Linked DNA regions of Gossypium hirsutum: region 2 is linked to region 1. Evidence: chromatin contacts called from public Hi-C data. All regions are on one chromosome and are shown on one strand. Each heading gives the region's core, a stretch centred on a gene start, on an enhancer-like site or on the middle of the called end of the contact. The rest is flanking DNA. Distances are from core to core; before and after follow the strand shown. Region 1 holds the start of LOC107950173 (U-box domain-containing protein 13). Region 2 has its middle 20 kb from the start of LOC107944960.

Evidence for each region. Hi-C and Micro-C count contacts between places; a contact is called where the count stands out from the background.
Region 2: a contact with region 1 is called in a Hi-C map of leaf, with 2.5 times the contacts expected there. The contact joins the enhancer-like site here to the promoter of LOC107950173 in region 1. A contact is called at or near these places in 8 of 34 Hi-C or Micro-C datasets (callus, hypocotyl, leaf and 1 more).

Annotation. Positions count from the first base shown.
Region 1 is chrD03:47,326,985-47,334,783 of Gossypium_hirsutum_v2.1, forward strand. It overlaps LOC107950173 (U-box domain-containing protein 13), which reads left to right and starts at 2,738. Exons shown (of 4, transcript XM_016884961.2): 1 at 2,738-3,258; 2 at 4,199-4,315; 3 at 4,711-5,169; 4 at 5,603-7,086. The coding sequence starts at 2,989. The coding sequence ends at 6,739.
Region 2 is chrD03:47,436,072-47,443,870 of Gossypium_hirsutum_v2.1, forward strand. It overlaps the pseudogene LOC107950178. Among protein-coding and RNA genes, the nearest start is that of LOC107944960, 20 kb to the left of the region's middle. Within about 2 kb of position 2,785, at least 7 of the 9 cell types and tissues checked have an H3K27ac peak or open chromatin away from gene starts, as enhancers often do. A contact at or near this core is called in leaf, where this site is marked.

The sequences.
Region 1 (7,799 bases), core at 1,488-3,987:
CACACATAGCAACAACTCATGGTGGGATTCGGAGACCCATACATTTTAATTGCGCATGATGAATCTCGAACGTAAATATTCAAAATAAAAAATCTTAAATTTTTACCAATCGAACCAAAGCACATCAATTTTTTAAAGTCACTTGCAAAGCTTTTTTTTTTTTTTAGTTCTATGCTAGTGTATCTAATTATTATTATTATTATTATTATTATTATCCATTTAGTTTTTGATTCAATAAATTTAAACATAAATTTTACTATTTACTTTTGTAGATGCTTTTGTTATTTGTTTATTTGTAATAAAAATGATAAAAAAATTTAAAAAATCCCAACATTTGATTTATTAGTCAACAATATTCACTCTATTTTTAAGGTCGTGAAATTGAGTTCTAGATTATATTTATGTGAAAATTTATGTGAGTGTGAATTTAAAATTGTACATATAAAAAAGCATATTTAATATTTATATCTTTTTATAATAAATTTAGATTTTATATTAATAAAAATAAAATGTGAAAAATATTATTGCAATCCACATAAGCTTTACTTACACAAAATGAGTATAAAAGAAATCCAAATATGTGTCAGCTATGAAAAAGAATATTCATGATTTGATTAGATTTTAATAAAAAACATCTTTTAGATTCAACAATTCTGCACCAACCTTATAATTTAATATTAACACGTGAATTGTATCTGTGTAAGCTTCATATTTCTTAAATAACATCTCCTGTATATATTTAATTTCTCAAGAACAAATTTAGTGACTAATTTTCTATGTTGTTAAATATTGTGAATAAAAAATAATATTGAGCCTTTTTTTTATCTACATAATATAAAAATAAAAAATAAATACTAAAATGGTATGCCACCCACATTATTTATGGTATGTTGTGGGTGGTGAAGACGCGACACTGCTCTTGTTTTTTTAGCCCAATTATTAGTCTGCTAGTAAAAAAGTTTTTAAGTATTGAGGGTTTAGGACAGGCGGTACTGGTTTATACGGGTACAAAACACAAATACCTGTATTTGGGGGGTTTGGGTGGTGCTTGCTTGACAGTCTGTAGCGGTTGGGTGGTGCCTTTTTGACAGGTGGCACCGATCTGACAATTTGACTGGTCATACAGTGTTTCAGAGTTTCACATGTTATATGAGTTTGGAGTTTCACGAGTTATGGAGCTTATAACCATGGTTTTAGGGGTTGTAAAAACTTAATATTGTGCTGATTGTAAAAAAAAAAGAGAGGAGAGAATAGAGAAGAGAGGAAGGAGACCGTAAAAAAAAAAGAAAGAAGATAAGAGAAGATAGAAGAGAAAGAAGAGGCTAAAAAAAAAGAGATAACAACAATTAGTTTTTTAGGGTTCAATTTTTTTAGAGAAGATAGAAAAGGAAGAAAAGGTAGGCACCCCATAACCCAACCAATGCTGCTGACGCACCATCCAGACTCCAAAAATACAGGTTTTTGTATGTCATATTTGTATAAATCAGTGCCGCTTATTTAAACCCTCAATCTTTAATTTCCTTTTTTTACTAACAAACTAATGATTGGACTGAAAAAACGAGGGTGGTGCTGCTTCCCCACCACTCTCCACCACTCACGAAATACCATTTTTGTAAATAATGGGGATGGCATACCATTTTTATATTATTTAGATAAAAAATCTAACATTGAAGAGGTTACCACTAATTTAAATATCTCATAATTGATACTCAATATAATTACCGTCTGACCGATTAAAACTTTAACGTATGAATGAAAAAAGAAGAGAAACTATTAGTAAAAACAAACACACATTATTTAGAACAATAAAATATGATCATACATGGTTCCTAAAGGCAAAATTGCATGGAAGGTTTTTATATTAGGCATTTTTGGAAGATTTAGTCTCACTATTATAAATTATTAGTCTTTATATTTTTTGAAATGTGAATTTCAATATCAAAGCTAATTTTTCCTTTGAAATTGTGTCAAATAATTCGATATTTTTTAAACAATGGTAATGTAACATATACCACATTGACATTTTTTTTAACAATTAGATAACTATTATAAGTTTTTTTTCTTAAATGTGCAAAATATTCATAAAATAATACCAGAAAAAGACAAATATATATCATGTCATCACTTGCATCAAATTATTTAATAGAATTAACAAAAGGTATTTTATTTCAAAACTGAAAACACAATAAAGAAATTTAAAATGATCAAATTACTGTAAAAAGATGAAATTCACAAAAAATACATCATACAAGGACTTTTTTAGAATTGGACCGTATCCTAAATCTAGGACCACATTGAAAATTACTAACACAAAACATTACACTATCCGAAATGGGCCAGCCCTAAATTTTGGCGCAGGTAAAATATTAAAAATTTCTATGAAATATTCAATTTTTTTCTGAAAAAAAGGGACTGCTTAAACTACATTTTACTGACTGCTAGACAGTCTATGAAGCCGGCTGAGCCGAGCCGAACCTGGCATGTAGAATCGTAAGTAAAATTCTATGTAAGGTTCCTGTTACTTTTTTCTTTTAGTATTTTAGTTTCTCTATTTTTAAATTCAAGGAAGTAAATTCGATTATTAAAATTATTAATTTTTTATTAAATTTATGTTCAGTACAATATTAAGATTTTTTAATAAATTAAATAAATATTTTTATTTAAATAAAATAAATATTTTTTATTTCAAAATTTCACATTAATATATTAAACATAAAGTTGAAGGGTTAAATGGGTGAAGAGAAGAAGGACTTTATAAAAAAATTGACCTTAGGATCATACACAATAGAGCAGAAACAGATCCGGTCCGGGGGAAGAAAAAGTCTTCAGCAGTCTTTCTGCAAATAAAACTTCCTTTCAATCTTTTCTCTGTAATGGAGATGAGTTTTTCATCATTTTAGCTTTGGAAAAACTTCAAGCTCAACCTTCCATCGAAATCAAAATCTTGTTTTTGAAAACGGCAGATTTTGACGAGATCTGGTTTACGGAATGGAAGAAGAGAAAGGAGCTCTGGTGCAGGGCTTGATCGAAGCGGTGAACCAAATAGCTTCGATCGGCGACTACAGTTGCGCCGTGAAGAAGGAGTATTGCAACCTCGCTAGGAGACTGAAGCTGTTGACGCCAATGTTCGAGGAGATTAGAGAAATCAAAGAGCAAATCCCTGAAGAAACGGTTAAAGCTTTGGTATCGTTGAAAGAAGCTCTGGTTTCGGCTAAGGAGTTGCTTATATTCGGAAGTGAAGGCAGCAAGATTTACCTGGTGTGTGAGTATATATATTCATTTTATTTTTTTTCTTTTGGATCTGTTTGGCTGCTGAGAAAGTGGAGGAAACTTAGCTTGTTAAGTGCGTGGACATATCAGAATATTTATCGCAGTGAATATTTGGAAGTAACTGATAAATATTATACTAAATTTAGTTTAATCTAGTGAAAGATGAATGGAGTATAAAATTTTCGTATGATATTTAGTGCTGCACTTCTTTAATTAAAAAAGCAAATAGATGTGGTTCCTTTTTTTTCTTTAATTAATATTTAGAACTGAAAAAACCACTCCAACCTATTCTTTTGCATCTTCAGATAACTATTATGAAAGAATTTCTTTTGTAATTCTCGTTCCTCGTCTCTTGTTAGGTATTACAAGATCAATTCTGCCTCCATTAATTTTCTTTTATATAAGTTGTACAAATTAGAGGAGGGGATGGAGGAGTTGAGGATAGAGAGGGATGTGGTGGTTACTAGTACCCTCTGTGAATGGTTCTGAAGTTTTTGGCCTTGATGATATTTTTCAGAGCACTTCTGCTCCGGTGATTACACTTCATCGGTTTTGCTGTGGATTTTCTTGAAATCAGCAGTATTGTGAATTATATGTTTCCTTTCTTACAACTTGAGGTTGGGGTTTCCCCGTGGGGTGGGGGGTTCAATTTTGCTTGGAATCCCCTATGTATGGCCTTCCTTATTTGAATTTGTTACATTGCATTCCTTCTGTGTATTGCTTTGTCAACAATTGTGTTGGTTTGTCACAGACATTGATTTTGATGTTTTACTGTTGTGGTTGACAAACAACGTCCACCTTATGCCACTCACTTCGAGCTTGGCAGTAAAGAAGGGCGTTCCAAGTGGCTGCTAAGCCATGGATGCGCATGGTTTATGGTATGGATGCTTTGCTGTTGACTGATGAACTTTTTTCCTTATACTTGCAGGTTCTAGAGAGGAAGCAGATTATGCATAAATTTCATGAAGTGACAGCTCGATTGGAGCAGGCTTTGAGTAGAATTTCCCATGAGAATCTTGACATCCTAGAAGAAGTTAAGGAACAGGTAAAGATCTATTGCTAGACATATATCTGGAAGAATTACAGATTACCTCTTCTCTTTCTATATTGTATTAGGCCCTTTGCTATGTGTTACCCAAAGATGATTATTTGAAACATAGTCATATTCGACGTGGAATATAGTTCTGTCAAGTAATCACTGTGATCATGATTAATTAACTTTTTCTTGAGTTTCATATGATTTGAGATACCAAAGATTGTAGGGATATATAAAAGCACACAGACTAAAGAGAGCAACCAAAATATACATTGATTCTTTTCTCAAAACAATCTAATGAAGAGTTTGAGAGCACCAAAGGTCCAAAGCTACTTTATGTTCATTACATAATTATTTTTTGAAGGGGTGAAAAAGGTTTACATGTATAGTATTTCCATATTTAGGTTGAGCTTGTTCTAGCTCAGTTCAGGAGAGCTAAAGGGAGGGTTGATGTACCTGATGTTGAGCTGTATGAGGATCTATTGTCACTCTACAACAAGAACAATGATGCAGAAGCAGATCCTGAGGTACTAAGGAGATTGGCTGAGAAGTTACAGTTGGTGGGAATAGCTGAACTTATGCAAGAATCTCTAGCTCTACATGAGATGGTTTCTGCCAGTGGTGGAGATCCCGGGGCAATATTTGAGAAGATGTCAAACTTATTGAAGGAAATCAAGGATTTTGTACAGACGGAAAATCCTAACTTGGATGCTCCTGCAAGAGAAAAGAATCTTCCTCCTAGTAGCAGCAGTGCGCAAACAACCGCTGTTGGAAATCACAAGGCCCCAGTTATACCAGATGATTTCCGCTGTCCAATATCCCTTGAGCTGATGAAAGATCCCGTCATTGTTTCAACAGGGCAGGTATATTTGTTTCAGATTTCTTGTTCATGATAACTGGGATTTCTTTTGTTTTTAATCATCACTTCAGTCTTGAAAACCACCTGTCCCTCATATAATTATTAAATTGCTTTAATTTTTCAATTTTGCTTGATATATTTGTTTGGTCATTGACCTCACTTGTTGTATCTTATCGCATTGTTTTGTCATTATGTTATTTGGTGAAATGTTTGTTCTGAAAATGCTCCTAGTCATAAAGTGATTCTCTATTTAAATTTGTTTGGAATAGGTAAACTTGAGGTTGGCACACAGGTTGGATGCTAAGTGAAAGATGTTTATAAGAAGTGTTTTTTGATACATTTTATGCACAATCGCACATGTATGCAGAGGCTGAAGTCTTGTTTACGATTATCTTCAGGCTATGTTTTTTAACAGGTTTCATTACTCTCTTCTGTAGACTTATGAACGATCTTGCATTGAGAAATGGCTGGAGCAAGGGCATCGAACATGTCCGAAGACACAACAGACTCTTAGTAACCCTGCTCTTACTCCCAATTATGTATTGCGTAGTTTAATAGCTCAATGGTGCGAGACAAATGGCATTGACCCACCCAAAAGGCCGAGTAGTTCTCAGCCCAGTAAAACCAAATTTGCCTGCTCACCTGCTGAACTTACCAAGATTCAAATTCTCCTCTGTAAGCTCTCATCCAGCAATCCTGAAGACCAAAGAACGGCTGCAGGTGAAATCCGTCTCCTTGCTAAACGCAATGCAGATAACCGTGTAGCCATTGCTGAAGCGGGGGCTATACCTCTCCTTGTAAAAATCCTTTCAACACCTGACTCACGCACCCAAGAACATGCTGTAACAGCACTTCTTAACCTTTCTATTTGTGAAGATAACAAAGGAAGTATCATATCCTCCGGTGCAGTTCCTGGTATTGTCCAGGTGCTTAAGAAGGGGAGCATGGAAGCTAGAGAAAATGCAGCAGCTACCCTCTTCAGCCTTTCGGTAGTGGATGAAAATAAGGTGGCAATTGGCGCCTCGGGAGCAATCCCTCCACTAGTGACACTGCTAAGTGAAGGCACACAAAGGGGCAAAAAGGATGCAGCAACAGCACTCTTCAACTTGTGCATTTACCAAGGGAACAAAGGAAAAACTGTGAGAGCTGGAGTTATACCTACGTTAATGCGTTTGCTGACAGAACCTGGAGGCGGAATGGTGGATGAGGCATTGGCCATACTTGCAATTCTTGCTAGCCATCCTGAAGCAAAGTCTGCCATTGGAGCAGCAAAGGCTATGCCAGTTTTGGTAGATTTTATTGGAAATGGATTGCCGAGGAACAAAGAGAATGCGGCTGCTGTTTTGGTGCACCTTTGTGCCGGAGACCAACAACATCTAGCAGACGCCGAGGAACTAGGCGTGATGGGTCATTTGGTGGACTTGGCACAAAATGGTACGGATAGGGGCAAGCGGAAAGCTGCTCAACTGCTCCAACGCTTAAGCAGATTTGTTGAGCAGCAAAAGCGGTCACAGTCCCAAGCTGAGGCCCAAGCAGAGCAGTCCCTATCTCAGTCTCGTGCTCAGCAGCCATGACTGCCTCCTGTGCCAAATGCTGTTGATGGCCGAGTATCATTTTGCCTTAATTTTATGTTTGTTTTGGTCACCTTGTTCCATTCTACGTATTTAAAGGAGGCGGCTTTGCTTCATGGTGGAAGATCACCTATCTGAACCCTAAGTTATTCATTTGTTTGTGTGGAAGAATACATCATTCACAGAACTATCGAAGTTTGTAAAGAAAAAAAGAGCGCAGAAGGAAAGAAAAGGTCCGAGTTTGTGCTTAACATGTATGTAAATTTGTACCATTGTAACATTGCACGACTGTAATCATCCTCAGATTTTTTAGAGTGATGTTTCTTGTATTGCAATCAAACTTTTTTTTTTCTTTTACAAAGTTACTAGTGATATGTAAAGGCTTAAAAGGGGATATGTTATCGGCCCAACAAGTATCAGTGAACTCCATAAATTTGAATCCGAAATTGATATTAACTGATTTTTTTTTTGTCAAAAATTGAAGAATTGAACATGAGATTTTACCACTTTCACTTGTGGTTGAATCGACTCGTTGAGGATAATTTAAAATGGTAATGATTACATATATACTTGAAATTTTCAATAATTTATGTTTGCGAAATTGGTTAATGAACTGATAAGTAATCACCATACACCCAATTTGTCAAGTGGCAATATGGTGACAGAGGCCATAAAAATCCAAAAAAATCAAAGTGGGATTTGGGAGGTGGGTTTGGGCGGTTTTGGTGGGCCTGAGTGAAACAAATTTAGAACCAGTTCATCTCATTTTTGAGTGGTGGGTCATGGGTGGCACTGGCCTTGACCTCCCCTTCCTAAACTACATTAACAAATGGACCACCTTTCTTAGGCGGTTTCATGATTGATAGTTATAAATTTATAATTGATAATTCTCAACTTGATATGATCGTATCGTATTTATATCCATTTGAGTTGTTTTGACGGTTTACGAAATATAAATTAAAAAATTATTGTTATTTAAATTAATTTAAATTTAAATTTTATTAATTTTAATTTTTATAATATAAAAATAAATATTTAATATTTAAAATAATACAAATAATTT
Region 2 (7,799 bases), core at 1,535-4,034, 110 kb after region 1:
GTTGTCACGGGGTAGAATTGAAGTTAAATATCCAGGTAACTATCATGATCTTTGAAGCCAATAAGATAACATCAAGACATAGATTCAACTTCACATCAACCTCTAAAAATGGTTCAGACATATTTGTGTCCCAAGTAATATGCTTAATCATAGTAGCTGCAAAATTCAAAGCAACATTAATAGTTACAACATGGTACCAAATACTCGCTTTATATAGCACAACATGCATTCTTAAATATTCTGAAAAGAAAAATCTTCATAGGCCGTCCATCTTAATTCTGTTATCAAGGATACAACCGAATGAAATCTATGCAAGCACACAAAAAAAAACAGGTTGTACCCAGTGCACAAGGATCTTGGCTATAAACAGGGGCAGGTCTAATGTATCCTGCCTTCCCCTGTTCACAGAGGCTGTTTCAAGGGTTTGAACCCATAACCAAGCAGATAGCAAGTCAGGGACGACCTTCAAAATCTTGCCTATTAAAACACAAAACTTGTAGCTATAGTTTGTATCCAATTGGGTGATAAGAGGATAGCAGCTAGGGACCAAATGAAAAGTTTAGCCACAGTCTTTAAAATCCAAAAGGGCATACATTTTAAGTTTAAAATGATTGGTTTTCAAACAATAGGTTTAACACTATGAAACAAGCATTTTAGTCCATCTAAACAACATCTATCACTCTAAATAAAACCAAACCTATATTCGTTCTGAGGTATATAAATGCCATAATAAGTACCTGAAAAATGGTCATTTTGGCGTTCCACAACATCTGAACCCTTGAACTGCATACAATTTTAGCAACAAGTATACATGCAATTTTCAACAGTCATCAAACATAATATGAATAACAGTAACCATTTTCTTTGTAATACTTGACAAATCTTTCATTTTCAGGATTCAGTGAAAATAGACATTCTCATTCTCATCTAATAAGCACAATAGCAAAATTGGCATTTTGATATTGATGTTACTTATTAATGTGTATGCTTCTGAGTTGTGACCAACTAGAAATCAGCATGACAGAGCACTGATGTCTTTCCATACAGTGTAATTTTCATAGATTAATCTGTTCAAATTTTGAGCATTCTTCACTTTTGCTGTAGAGGCTTCAATGCTAAGAGGAATCACTGGATGATGCATTTTATTGAAGTTAAATTTTCAGTAGAACTTAGCAGTGTACTTGCAAAATATAACCTCTACTGACATGTTCTGAAAATGCTAAATGAGTTCTTTGCATTTATTTCCTTTTCTTTTCATTTTTCCTCCTCACTGTAAGCAAACATTTTACCCCCACCTTACTTTTACCTTACAGTATCTAAAATGTAGGATCAAAGCTCACCTTGCAAGAAAATAACTCAACAATGCAGTCTTCTTTTGTGGGGATCACTCGCAAGTCAAGTACAGGACTTGCTTCAAAGTTGAAGAGTGCAAGTTTTGGAAGTGTGCACCTGAACAGCATCGAAGAACATATATATATATAATCAAGAGATAAAGAAGATGAAGATAAAAGGCATCAAATTAAGCCCTGAGGTTAGAGCTTTAGAATGAATGAGAAACTTGGAATAAGTCAATTTAAAAAAAAAACAGTTCCTTGATAGCCAAAGCAAAAAAGAGATTATGACTGAACAGATCAAATTTTCTTTTTCTTCTCTGGCCTATCTTCTCAAGATTCAGCCATAGAAGCTGGAAAAGCACAAGAAATACAAAGAATGGTAGAAGGAACTAGACTCAATACCCATTCTAGATTCAACTGGACACACTTAAGGAATCTAATAACCAGAATTAGAGAAAAATTTCTGTATTACATGAAACAAAAATTAGAGAGAAAATGAAGGAAAACAGAATGCAGAGGTAAGACATTAGAGAAATATGTAGATACCTCGAGGAGATTAGAGATGAATTTTTCTCGACTGTGGACCCTAATTTTTTAAGGTTTCTTCAAAATACAGAGGTAAGGCTGACGGTCGAGCGACAGAGACGACGATGCTAAGATGGTGAGGTGAGGCCAACGAACGGAGATGAGGAGTCGAAGGAGGATACATAAATGAATCGAAGAACAACAGGACAGACCACATCGACATTGAGGAGGATGTGACGGTCAGGCGATGAGAGCTCCAATTGGAGGGAATTGAGTTTTTATTGGGCATGGGAACAACCGATTACGGTGTAGCCTTTCTTGGAACAACCGATCAAGAATGAGGGAAGGGCAAGGGGAAGGGAAAGGGAAGATTTGTGTTCCTTCTAATTTTCCTGAAAATGTCTTACCGAATTAGAAAGGGTAAGACATTTTCCAAAATTAACACCTTCTTTTCCCGTGTTTTGTGATTGGTTTTACAGTAGGAAAATATTTTCAGCCAAACAAACATCAGAAATTTCAGAAAAAATTTTCGAGAAAACATTTTACACTAATCAAACGAACCCTTAGTGCTTAATTACTTTTTCACCATTCCAATAACATAGTAATTTTTTTTTATTGGTATTTAATTACAATTGTGTTAAAATTATTAATTAAATTTTATAAATAATTAATATTTATTGCTTAAAAATATTTACAATTTATATTTTATATATTAAAATATTAACAACAAATTATAATAATTTTTTTATATTATTATTAAAATATAATAATAAACTAATTTAAATATTATTTAAATATATATTTATTACTTATAATAATATGTCTAAAATCAACCTTTTATTTCTCAAAAGCACGTTTTGATGCACTAAGTATTTTGCATCGCTGTCGGTCGGCGGTCGGCCTCTGCTCCTCATCTCTGTCCGTCCATTGTCGGTAGGAGTAAGGGCTCTCTCGTTTTCGCGCTGACGCTGACTAATTAACGGACGCCTCTCTCAGTCTTTCAAATCTCGGTTCTATGGTAATTTCTAAGGTGCGATGGAAAGGGTGCACCACTTCTCGTAGCTAAACAAGTTCGTGAACCCTAGCTAAACCCTCTTAGGAGTTGCTCGTTGTCTTCTTCTTCTTCTTTTTTTTAAATAATAATATTAGTAGTAACAAACATATTACTGCCAGTCCCCTTTCTATTCGCCAAGAAGCTGCCATGGCAATGGATAGTGGCGCTGATGGGCAGTCTCACAAGGCTCACCGCTCTCGCCACTCGGGTGCCTCTGCAAAAAACCAAAGCCAGAAACAAGGATCAAAACTCCGACCAGAAGCAGCAAAACCCTAAGGTTCCATTGTTTTCCTCCTCCTTTTTACTTGCTATGAATTTGCTTTTCGGCTTTAGCTAATTTCGGCTTTTTTAATTAGTCTTTCGTTTTATATATTAGGCATTTGCTTTTCGTTCCAATGCAAAAGCGAAGCGATTGCAATCGCGTGCCGTTGAGAAAGAACAACGCAGGCTTCATCTTCCTGTTATCGATCGTTCTTATGGCGAGCTGCCTCCGTTTGTGGTCGTGGTGCAGGGGCCCCCTCAGGTAAATTTCTTATTTCCACGATTATTCTCTATTTTTTGTTATATTTTGGAACCAAAGTAATTGATATTATCTTGTTTGGAACAGAGGAGTTTTTTTAATTTAATTGTCCTTTTAGGATGTCTAAATTGGTTTGTCACTATAAGAACTAGGTTAAAAAAGAGGTGGTTCCATTTGAATCAGATATGCCTTTTACATTGAGTGTAAAAGAAAATTATAACGAAATATAAAGTCCTTTTCTAACATCCTGGACCAATGAAATATATATACTTTATTGAGAGCTGTTGCTGAAGGAGAAACGGTGCTGTTTAGCCTAATATTGGATTGAAACTTTAATTTGAGGATGTCCTAATTTCCTCCTTTGAGATTTCACTATCTCATAGTTCTGTGAGGAGCTTTGATGTTAAGGATAGCATATGTTTGCCTTCTAATATGTGTTATAAAGAAAGGGTGAAGAAACTTTTGAATAGAGAAAAGAGGGGGAGGGAAGAATTTTCTATCAATATTGCAAGAAATAACAGAATAATGTAGATTTTAAAGTGCTGACTTCGGAATTATTTATATTTGACGTTATCGAGTAGAGAAATCTTGAAGATAGAACTGCAGCCTAGAAAATCTTGGAAATTGTTTGTTCCAAATGCCATTTGATGCCAAGTTTCAGATTTTTGCCAACTTAGTAATTTGTCTATCTGGCTGTCTGGGTGTGTACAATTAACTCTATGTGGTAACATCTAGAAGTCTTTTCCCATGATTATATTGGTTAACTATTGTTGAACGTTTTACTTGTTGCAGGTTGGAAAGTCTCTTTTAATCAAGTCTCTCGTAAAGCATTACACAAAGCATAATTTACCTGAGGTTCGAGGACCAATAACCATAGTATCAGGTTGATGTCTCCCTAAATTTTAGTAGTTGTTTATATGTATTTATATTGTTTAGAAAAGCAGTGGAGTTGAGGCTCCCTTGTCTGATGTGGGATTCATTGAACTTGTTAGGCAAGCAACGGCGCTTGCAGTTTGTTGAGTGTCCAAATGATATCAATGGTATGATTGATGCTGCAAAGTTTGCTGATCTAGCATTGCTTCTCATTGATGGGAGTTACGGCTTTGAAATGGTGAGATACTGAATATTTTTGTTATGCTTTCCATAGCTTTAACTTTTAGAAGATGGCAATCTGCTTCTTTGAAAATTATTATTTTTATAAATCTTCTCTTTGAATGTCAAGTTCCACTTAGTGAGAGTTTTTAATGTTTTAGATGCTTTTTGGTATTTTGTAGGAAACATTTGAATTCCTTAACATATTGCAAGTTCATGGTTTTCCAAAGGTGATGGGAGTTCTTACTCACCTTGATAATTTTGAGGATGTAAAGAAACTAAAGAAAACAAAACAGCGTCTCAGACACCGTTTCTGGACAGAAATATATGATGGAGCTAAATTGTTTTATTTATCTGGTCTCATTCACGGGAAGTAAGCATCCTACCTAAGATTCTATTTTGACTACGCTAAACGGTGAAATACCATGGCAGTGTACTTTAATAAGTTAAATTGTGAGATTTATTGTTGCTTCTCCCTCTTATCTAACAGGTATCCCAAGCGAGAAGTTCACAATCTTGCAAGATTTATATCTGTTATGAAGTTCCCTCCTTTATTGTGGAGGACTTCTCATCCGTATATCTTGGTTGACCGTTTTGAAGATGTTACTCCTCCCGCGAGAGTGCAAATGAACAGTAAATGTGATAGGAATGTTACGCTTTACGGTTATTTGCGAGGTTGTAATTTGAAAAAGGGAACTAAGGTATGCCCTTTGAATCTTTTCTGACAATCATTGCTATGTTGCATGTTAAATTGTTGGGTATTTTTAAAGATTTAAAAGCTTTTACCAGTGAAGATTCTGCTATATATTTTTCAGTAAGGCTATATAGTTGCCGTAAAAGATGGCCTCATCCATTGCCATTATGCCCTAGAACTTGAGGTTGCACATGCTTCAGCCATTACCTTCTTTTTTACAAGAATCATATGGTTTCTTAGCTTGTGATATTGCTAGAATAACCTTGGCTCCTCACGAACTTGGTTGTGGTAGGCTCATATCGTATCAGTATCAAGTTTCCCATGGATGGAAGCATCCTCACTGTAGTTGATGATCTTAGTGTTTAAAAGAGTGACTCATGTTTACTCCCAAGATTGGTTCACTAGGGATGTCTTTACCTTGATACTAGCCTATCAATCCATATATTTTCTTTTGGATAATTTGTTCTAAGCCCATTTCTTTAGTCAATGATATGACCTTGAGCTTCTAATGTGCTCATGTTAATTAGTGTTTGCTAATTTGTTGTTCTGTTCCTCATTTCTTTGTTCTATTCTGTGAGTTACATGTCATGTCAACTGATTGGGGTGAAATTCAGTATTTTCTTTATTATATCCACCACAACTGGTATGTTGATTTATGAATTTGATTTGTATTTTAGGGTGAAATCTAATTCAGGTGAATAATTATCCAAACACCGGCATCTGATATTTGTAATCTTGAAATAGTGCTAAAGTTCTGAGCACACCAGGGTGAAAGCTCTTAGGATGGATTTGGTTCTTGCAAGCATTCTGTATGGCTGGTGTTACATGCTTGTTTTCATTTATTTGTTCCATTTAGAACCAGTGTTCACGACTTACATTTTTATCAATAAAATTGATTTTGACTTTCTACACGGAACAAAGTTATAAATATCATCTTTGCTTGATAGGGTTGCACTTTCAATATGGATTACAGATCTTTTTTTTTTCTTTAATTAATTTTTTTTATTGTTATCCAATCTGGGAAATGACTTAAGTTTTATTGCACCTAAGTTTCATATACAATTTGTGATCAGGTCCATATTGCCGGTGTTGGAGACTTCAGCTTGGCTGGTGTTACAGGCCTATCTGATCCTTGCCCTTTACCATCAGCTGCAAAAAAGAAGGGACTCCGTCGCAAAGAAAAACTTTTTTATGCCCCCATGTCTGGATTTGGGGATCTCTTGTATGACAAAGATGCAGTCTACATAAACATTAATGACCACTTTGTTCAGTATTCTAAAGTTGATGAAATGGGGGGAACAACAAATAAAGGTTTTTAATCTCGTTTCATTTTCTCATAATTTTCACCCTATTGTTGAAGGTATCTTTAGATAATATCTCGGTCATTCCTTTTTGTCGTCATAGGAAATAAACGAGATGTTGGTGAGGCCCTGGTGAAATCACTTCAGACTATAAAGAACCCAATTGATGAGAAGTTGGAAAAGAGTAAAATTTCCCTTTTTAGTCAGAATCCTAATAGCTCATTGGAAGCTGAAGATCACAACAGGGGTTCTGATGAGGCACCAAAGCTAATTCGTGATATAGAGCCTTTGAAGCAATACCAGTCTAATGGAGAAGAAGATGAAAGTGAGTTTGATCTGGATGGTTCAGAGTCTTCAGATCAAGATGAAGGTGTTTCAGAAGGTGCAATGCTGAAAAATGAAGGTAGGAATTTTGAAGAAGGAAATGCAGATGCGTCAGAGCGGCTGGGTCGAGTTAAGGAACAAGTTGAGTTTCACAATGGTAGGAAAAGGAGAAAAGCAATCTTTGGAGACGGTGTTGATCATAGTAATCTCAAGGTATTTAGTGATTATTCTTTTTGCTTGTTTTTGAAGAACCCTAGTTTTGTTCCACAGCAGGTAGGCGGAAGAGTCCTGAAATCATATCCTTTCCTTCTCTCCAATGTGTTGTTGAGGTTGTATTGTTGGGAAAAACCTTTTTCTTACACTAACTTCCTTGCAGAGTACAGATGAAGAGAATGAAGGTGATGAAGATGATGATGATGATGATGACAATAATGAAGGTGAAGATGACAGAAGCAATGAAGATAATGAGTCATGTTCAGGTTCAGAGTTTTCCGAGGGTGATGAAGAGGATCTGAAGTCTGAGGGTACTGTTCATATATCAAATATTATATTCTATTGTACACATGTAATACTTCTCCACTGATAGACATTATGCTGTAGGCTATGCTTGTAGAAATTATGCTTTATAAAGCAATATAATGAATTTTGGCTACATAATAGCATAGCTGTCCAAGGGTAGGCATATACACTCAGTGCTAGGCTCATAGTCTTAGGGTGAGTTTGGATGGGCGATTGGGTACGGTGCGGTGCGTTTAGCTTACTTTTTGTCTCACGCTACAGTATCGCTACAGTATCTAATCTCACCGCCACCGCTGTTTTTACACTAATCGCAGGTAAACGCACCGCCCATCCAAACTCACCCTTAATCTACTGAAGCCTTGCTGGGCCTGAAATTGTTTTAGTTGTAAATAACTGAATTGTTTAATTTTGATTAAAAAAATATAAATTTAACAAA